Regions from separate parts of the Mus musculus genome. Here region 1 is linked to region 2. A link is a contact called in public Hi-C data. All regions are on one chromosome and are shown on one strand. Each heading gives the region's core, a stretch centred on a gene start, on an enhancer-like site or on the middle of the called end of the contact. The rest is flanking DNA. Distances are from core to core; before and after follow the strand shown. Region 1 holds the start of Rfc5 (replication factor C (activator 1) 5). Region 2 overlaps Taok3 (TAO kinase 3).

Region 1 (4,143 bases), core at 117-2,616, 150 kb before region 2:
GAGCCAGTGGATACTCAGGTGAGGGTCTTCCGTGAGGGGATGTAAACGGTCAAAAAGTCCAGCTAAGGTAATTCTTTTGTAAGTGGACACAGCTGAACTCCCCCAGATGGCAGCTGCTTGACTCCAAAGGTAGTTAAGTACACCACCAGGCTGGCCATGAGCTGGATATGCAGTCAAGGATGATCTTGCGATTCAAACGGCCAAGCTTGACAGCTAAGTTCGATTCCCAGGACGTCTGCATAAGAAAGAAGACCAACTCTTGAAAATTGATGCACATGGCCTCCACATGTGCAGCGAGGCACACACAAATTAATTAAAGTTAGTTTTCTTTCGAGTTTTTAAGACAGGGTCTCACTATGTAGCCCTAGCTGTCCTAGAGGCCACTCTGTAGACCTTGAACTCACAGAGATCCATCTGCTTCTGCCTCCCAAGTACTCGAATTAAAGGCATACCTGGCTCAAAGTAAAAGCTAAAGATGAAAATAAAATTGGTCACCAGGCAAACGGTGAAGCTCACATTTAATTAATCCCTGCACTTGGGAGGTAGAGGCAGGTGGATCTCTGGGTTTGAGGCTAACCTGGCCTACAGAGTGAGCTTCAGGATAGCCAAAGATACAGAGAGAAACCCTGTCTCAAAACTAATCAAATAAATAAATAAACAAACAAACAAATAAATAAATAAAATTGGTCTGTAATCCTCTTACTGTAGGAGAAAATGCATTTGTGTGTATAAAACACAAATGTTTGTATGTATTTATATGAATATATGTATGCATGTATGTGTATATATGTAACTGTATTTATGTGTATATATGATTGAATGTGTATGTTCTGTGTGTATATATATGTGTGTGATATACATGTATATGTGAGTATATATGTATGCATGTATGTATGTATGTATGCGTATTAACTGTGTATTTGTGTATACTTGTGTGTATGTATCTGTATGTGTATGTGAGTGCAGGCGTATATCTGTTTATATGTATGTGAATGGGGATGTATGTATATGTATATTTGTAACTGTGTGCATACCTGTATATGTACGTGTGTCTCTGTGTGTGTGTTGCTGGTTATGGAACCGAGGTTGCACTGACCACACACCTTGCTGCTCCTTGCGGCTTGCCCCTGCACTGACAGGATCGGGCCCTGGTGAGGCCCGCGGTGGCTCTGGCTTCAGCGCGCGGTCACCCTGGACCTCGTGCGAGGAGGCTGAGACAGCCGACTCAGGCGGTAACTCCGCTGCAGGCCGGCGCCTAGGGTTACCTAGCAACCAGCACCTTAGCAACGGGGAGGAGGCGGGCCGGGGGACGGAAGCCGGAAGCCGGAGGCGAAGCCTCGCGAGGGTTGGTTTGCGCGCGGACTCCGAGTGCGGCGGGTCAGTGGCAGGGACCCGCAGCATCTGTCAGTCATGACGGCGGCCGCGCCTTCGCAGCAGCGGCCCGCGGCGGCCCGGGCCCGGAACCTGCCCTGGTAGGAGCGGCCCCACATCCCGCTTCCCGCTCTTCCTCCTAGGAGCTTTGCAGATCCTTCCCCGCTCCCGGCCTTGGCGCCGCAGCCGCTCCTCCGCTTCCATACCTGAACGGGCTCTGAGCTCAGCTTAGCCATCCTCGGGGTCCTCGAGCATCGCCTCTGCGCTCCGATGACCCTAATAAATTGATCCTGGGTTTCTTTAGAAAGGTTCCGAGGACGGAGGAGTGGGTAGGCTTGGTTGGATTCGAACTCGTGTCCGAATTCAGCGCTTGCACTCTATCCCCTCTTTATTTGCGGGGGAGGGACCGTAGCAGCGCACCCTGGTGGAGGTCAGAGGACAACTTGCAGGGACCTGATCTTCCACCCAGGGCCCCAGCGCCTGCATTCTGAATGGCCCTACAGCACCTTAGCGGTGTTTTAAATGAAGCAAGCCTAGCCATGCTTTCATTTTCTTTTCTTCTGGTCTATCCTGAGGAGGAAGACTTGTCTCAGGCCACACGGTATTTAAATTCTCAGGACTGGAGTCACAGACCGTGTGGCCTTTTGAGTCTGGCTTCTCGAACTCAAGGGTTTTCTGTTCTGTAGCATGGTTCAGCACTCGATTCCCTCTTGAAAGCCACATCATAAGTGGATTGCCCGTTCTCTTGCTTATAGGTATTTGAGTATGAGTTCCGTTTGCGCAGTCTCAGCGCTGTTGGTGAGGGGCAAGGGGGAGCTGTCCTGCCCACTGGAGGATGTTAGCAACCTCCTGACTCCTACTCAACAGATGCTGCTAACACCCATTGCACAGTTAATACAGATAACTGGCCTGACCGATGTCCCCTGGGGGGACAGAACAACTCCTGGTTGTGAGAGCCAGTGCTCTGTTCAGACGCGAAGGGTTTCTCTTCCTCTGCTGCTTAGGATGTGAAGGGGCTTCTTTGCATGTAACAGAACATGGCTTGAGTATATAGATTGTAACTTAACGGTGAATCCTATTTCAGGGTTGAGAAGTACCGGCCACAGACCCTGGCCGATCTCATTTCTCACCAGGACATTCTGAGTACCAGTAAGTATCTGTCTGTTGCTGCTGTCCTTGTGGAGGGTTGGGTCCATTTCGTGATGACGATGTCTCTGCTGGGTGACCCTTAGAGGATGCTCTGAGCCTTTATAGAACCGGCCATGTGTCGCCTTCTCCATAGTGTACCAAACTGTCTCAAGATCTGTTTGGTTTTACTGTTTAGGTGTTTTGTTTACACATGAAAGTGTGTGCACCTTGTGTGCCTGGCTCCTCCAGAGGCCAGAAGAGGACCCTGGATCCTGTAGGCAGTTGTGAGCTGCTATGTAGGTGCTAGGAACCAAACCCAGATCCTCTGCAAGAGCACCCGGCTTAACTGAGGCACCTTCCCAATCCCCCCATGTCCCAAGAAGACAACACAGAAGAGGGATGGTTGATTTTGAAGAGGTTTTGGTTCACAGTGCTTGGCTCTGTTGACTCTAGACCCTTGGTGAGCACAACTTCGTGGCAGTGGGAGCACTCTGCTCCAAAGTGGACAGGAAGTAGAGAGCTAAAGGGGTGGGGGAGCAAGCAGTATGACCCTCAAAGGCACGAGTTTGGTGACCTGACTCCTCCAATGAGGCTGTGCCTCTAAACCAGTGGCTCTCAACCTTCCTAAAGATGTGGCCCTTTTAATACAGTTCCCCATGTTGTGGTGACCACCCCCCCCCACCATAAAATTATTTCATTGCTACTTAATAAATGGAATTTGGTACTGTTACAAATTATAATGTAAATAAATGTCTGATAGGCAGGGTATGTGTGCGATATGTAGCTCCTAAAAGTGTCGAGACAGGTTGAGAACTTCTGCTCTCAACTTAATAGACCCTCCCAAGATAGCTAGTGTGGAAGACAGATAGACAGACAGACAAACTGTGGTGTGACTTCAGGACTTCCCCTCCCTGTCTACTCCGACTAGGACACTGAAAAACTGAAGCATATCTGGATTTAGCATAACCAGGTCCTAAGGTGATTGTGTAGGACCCAGAGACTGACACATGTCACCCCTTCCTGTCCCTCAGTTCAGAAGTTCATCAGTGAAGACCGCCTGCCACACCTACTTCTCTATGGCCCTCCAGGGACAGGAAAGACATCCACCATCCTGGCCTGTGCCAAGCAACTGTACAAAGATAAAGAATTTGGCTCCATGGTCTTGGAGGTGAAGGAGACACTCTCACTCCACAACAGCTCAGACCTCCAGACACTTAACCTTTGTCCTTCTTTTATTCCCTGACCATCTGAGTCCTGGCTGTGTTTGACCAATGGGATCTTGTGTGTGTTTTGGGGGGAGTTGGGGGGTGTCAAAATGGGGGATACTGCTTAGACTTGCTAGGGCATTAACACCTGGCAGCCTCTACTTTCTGCGGGGCCAACTTAGAGGTTGTACCCTGCCCACACAGCCTGCTCTACCTGCCCACAGCTCTTGTTGAACCCCTTAAGATTTCGTGGTGATAATGAATACTGCATATCTCTTTAGTTTAGGCTAGTGGTTCTCAATCTTCCTAATGTTTCGACCTTTTAATACAGTTTGTTATGATGTGGTGACCCCCAACTATAAAATTATGTTCATTACTACTTCACAACTGTAATTTTGCTACTGTTATGAATTGTAGTACAGTTATCTGTTTTTTTGAT
Region 2 (4,123 bases), core at 1,069-3,568:
TCTGCCCACAGCCTGAAGTGGCCTGGCAGGGGAGCGGCTTCTATTAGCCCCTGAGAGGAAGGCTGTGATGGCTGAAGCCCACGCTGAGCAGCCCTGGTGGGAGTTTTCCCAGGCCGGGCATGAGACTATTCCGGCATGGCTGTAGTAATGAAGGGAGGGAGGAGAGAGTCATGAATATATGATGTGGGAAGGAGGAGGGTGTGGCCTGAGGGAAGGCACAGAACCTGTCCCACAATGGGGGAACTGCTGGGGCTCAGGTCTGCCTCCTGCAGCGCCTGCTCTGGCTGCTGAGGCTCCCATGGCTTCTCCTCTCGCCTTCGAGAGCAGGTGGGGGTTAAAGGGACAAGCCCCACAGGAGCCCATGGTGAGTAGTCAGTTTTCCTGTCAGACGCCCGCCGTGGCAAGGAGGCGACTGCTGACAGCCCCACCATGTTCTGTCGGATTCGCAGCCGTGTTTTTTTCAGACGCTTCCTGAGCATCAGCAGGCTACAGAGTGGACATTTTGAGATCTCCCATCACACGATGGGGTATTCCTTTCAGATGAAAAAAAAATCGCCCATTAAAGAGGCTACAAGAAACTTCAACATAAAAGAACTCAGGAGCGGGGTTCTTTATGAACGGAGTGCATTAAACTGTGAGATTTTTCCACATGGAATAGGCATGAGCAATAGATTGCTGCTCTCTTCTCCATTTTCCTTCTATTTGCTCTGTCAGAGACTATAATTCCTTCTAAATTTCACTGAAGCCTTTTTCATTTATTTATTTATTTATTTTTAAAAAAAAAGGCTTGATGGGGTGGGGGTGGGGGTGGGGGATAAAAGTAGAAATCAGGTTTGAAAAATAGGACAAGAAAAAACGATTATTTCTGGGTCGGCCTCGGATGATGTCATCATGGGTTCTGGATGTAACAGCTAAGCAGTGTACAGTAACTCTTCCTGCTCATGTGACCTCTAACACTCATTTGGGCAAAACAGCTAATATCTCAATAATTTTCTGGCTGAGAAGTGAAATTTGGATGGGAAAGCTGAGAGAGAGTTCCGAATGCTGAGGATGAAATGGAGAGAGAGGGAGAGGGAGAGATAGAGTGTGTGTGTGTGTGTGTGTGTGTGTGTGTGTGTGTGTGTGTGTGAGAGCGCGCACGCGCACGCGTGGGGGGCCAAGGGGAGGAGGCGTGAAAACTAAGTCTTCCTGAGCACACCCCTTTTGCTACTACAAGGGCACCCGGCAATCACATTTGCAGTAGTAAAAAATGCCGAGGAATCGACAGCCCCTCTGCTCCCACAGCCGCTGCCGCTGGCCTCTTCTACAAAGCCTTTATGGCTATCAGGAAATTCTTCAGGGGTTAAATGGGGAAAACTGGGCACTACCACTGTTGCAATAAATAAATGAATGAACCAGAACGAACCGGTGGACTATCCCTGGGAAGCAAGTGTCTGATTTTTCTACAATTACAGATGGTAGCCGGCAACCATATAAAAATTTTTTTTAGATCCTATTTTACCTTTTGATGTGTATGTGTGTACATCATAGAGACACACATGCACCTATTTAAAAAGCAGCATAGTGCCCTGTACACACACACACACACACACACACACACACATCCATACCTTGAAAATATTTTTAGCATTATATATTTCGATGAAAACACAGATCACTTTAAAAAAAAAACTGGTTATGCCAGCAACTCATCTCAAAGCCTTATATTCTGCATATACAGCATATACAACACACAATCACACATACACACAAAATTACACATACACACATACACACACACAAAGGTTTTTTTTTCCCCCTATGCCATAGACAATGCTAAATATCTAAGATCAGGTTGCTATGCCAACAGAATTTTTTTTTTCCCTGAAATGAATAAAATTATTTGGAGGGAGACAACATCCCTGGCTTCTTTTCCTCCCATGCATGAAGCTGAGGGAGGCTCAGGGAGGGCCGGAGGCTGCCAGACAGGGAGGAGGGGAAGGCAGGGAAGGTGGGTAGGGAGGACCAGCTTACCAAAGACGCGGATTTGATCGTGGCAAAGCGCTCTCGGTTCCGATAGTGGAGGGCCCGGCTCTGAACTGACTGGGTAGGCCGCGGCTCAGGCCTGGGATCGCCGTGGCCCGCCTCATCCCTTACGAATACATGATCCTGCAGAAATGGATGAAGAGAAGGAGAAAGTCCAGCTGCGCTCTTTCCTCGCCGGCTGCCTCTCTCTCACCCCTCTTTCTGAACAAGCACCGCTGTTTGAAATGCATAGTTCAGCTCTCTGCTAGTCCCCGCAGCTCCCACGGTATAAAACGAATAAGCGACACATTGCAGCCTTCAGTTAGGAGTGTCAGCTGATCGCTAGTAGGATGCCTTCTGACTCCCCGGCAGGCTTCTTCCCCCCTTTACCTCCGGAATTACATATATGCAAAAGCAAAGAGGAAGAGGAGAGAGACTGGCGCGGACGGACGCCTCAGAGCCGTCTGCTTAAAACGCGGTGACCAGATAATTCCTTTAAAAATGTCATGTCCATGTCTGGCGGGGAGGATGCTGGTGGCTTTTAACATAAAAGCGAGCCTCCGCCTCATTCCCTTGAAAGAGCTGCGTTGTCAATTGAATTGGATTTGTGAGCTGGTCGGTGGGGTCATCCTTCTTCTGGGGGGGTGGGGTGGGGGGATCAGGGGAAGCTTGTGGCGAGCCGCCTCTCTGTCTTGTGCTGGGAAGATTCGGCAGTCACTGAGGGATCCTGCTTTCCAGTCATGATCGTACACAGTTCTAGCACCTTCTCTCTACAGCTTCTGAAAGGATTTTTTTTTTTTTTTTTAGATTTAAAGAGACAGGCGTACAATTCCAAACCAAATGATACTTGGGCAAATGGTTCCTCAACTCAGTGTCGGTATGCCAGCAGACTGAGCGAGGCTGGGATTTAATGTCCTTGACTGATTTAATCGAGTCCTGTGCTTTCTTGATGACCAAAGATGATTAATAACATTCAAACGCCCCGTGGGAAAAAAAATAACATGCCCTGGATGGATGATGATGCGTGTTCCTTAAATGCAGCTGAGACGCCTTCTAAAGGAACGATGTTTTTAGAGGGCCATGCCCCCTCTGTACAGAACGAGATGGTCACTGTGTCGGCAGTGCCAACCCTTCAGAAAATTAACACAATGCCCCCTCCCCAACTCCCACCCCCACCAATACTCTGGCAATTTGTAGCTCAAAACCATGTTCAGTGGTGGGGGATTTTTAAATAGCACATGCTCAGATGGGGAAGGAGAAATCAATTTTTTATCCCCCAGGGTTTTAGGAGAAACCATTTGTTTGCATTTTCTCCAGGAGTACCTGAAAATTAAAAAAAAAAAAAACAACAACCCCCCCCCAAACATATAATTGCCCTTTCATTATAAAACAAGGGCCAAAGAGATTCAGAAAATACAAAATTATATCATTTATCTATAAATTAAAAAATATCAAAATGTGTTGATTTTTTGAGGGAAATGAAACATTATAACCAGGTTTTGATGTGAAAGCCGCCATCCGAGATTACATCCATCACAACGCTGTTTCCTTTTGTAAATCTAAGTGTTTTGATATGGAGGGAGGTGTGTCTTCACACCTGTGTCTAGACTTTCCATTTCTATATTGAAGTTCAAAGAATGAAAAAGATCTTTACATTTTAAAATCACATTTGCGTGTGTGTGTGTGTGTGTGTGTGTGTGTGTGTGTACTCGCGAGTGCGCTCGCATGCTCTCGCACATGTGGAGGTCAGAAGACAACTTTAGCGTCTGCACCATGTGGGTTTCAGGGATCTAACTCTGGCTTGGTGGCAGGCCCCCTTTCCCCAGGAGCCATCTTGCAGGCCTGAGAGCTCTGTAATAAACTTGTTGTAGGTTTTGTGCCATCAGATTCAGGGGAAGGCTTACAGCTGTGCTGGCTGGTGAGCTGGCTACTAGCCAACCCTGGCTATTTTAACTTAAACAAATTAAAATGAAATAAAATGGAACATCTGATTCCTGAGTCACTGCGACTACGAGCTATCTTCCATGGTGGCCGGGGGTGGGTGACATAGGCAGGGAGTATTGCTGCCACTGCACAAGCTGGGACCAGACATTGCTAGGGGTAAACATGCATTTCTTGG

Evidence for each region. Hi-C and Micro-C count contacts between places; a contact is called where the count stands out from the background.
Region 1: a contact with region 2 is called in a Hi-C map of muscle stem cells, with 2.3 times the contacts expected there. The contact joins the promoter of Rfc5 here to the enhancer-like site in region 2. A contact is called at or near these places in 8 of 39 promoter capture datasets (the HPC-7 cell line, embryonic stem cells, hematopoietic stem and progenitor cells and 4 more), 1 of 15 datasets of contacts at CTCF or cohesin (the NIH/3T3 cell line), 1 of 484 Hi-C or Micro-C datasets (muscle stem cells), 1 of 115 datasets of contacts at active chromatin or transcription factors (embryonic stem cells) and 3 of 9 other capture datasets (adipose tissue, liver and pancreatic islet).

The regions. Positions count from the first base shown.
Region 1 is chr5:117,386,246-117,390,388 of GRCm38.p6, reverse strand. Rfc5 (replication factor C (activator 1) 5) reads left to right here and starts at 1,366. Exons shown (of 11, transcript NM_028128.1): 1 at 1,366-1,472; 2 at 2,456-2,520; 3 at 3,531-3,667. The coding sequence starts at 1,411. It overlaps Gm15728 (predicted gene 15728), which reads right to left and starts at 1,267. Exons shown (of 2, transcript NR_166496.1): 1 at 1,104-1,267; 2 at 1-235.
Region 2 is chr5:117,239,121-117,243,243 of GRCm38.p6, reverse strand. It overlaps Taok3 (TAO kinase 3), which reads right to left. Exons shown (of 21, transcript NM_001199685.1): 14 at 2,014-2,148. Among named protein-coding and RNA genes, the nearest start is that of Pebp1, 46 kb to the left of the region's middle. Within about 2 kb of position 2,318, at least 107 of the 459 cell types and tissues checked have an H3K27ac peak or open chromatin away from gene starts, as enhancers often do. A contact at or near this core is called in hippocampal neurons, muscle stem cells and pancreatic islet, where this site is marked.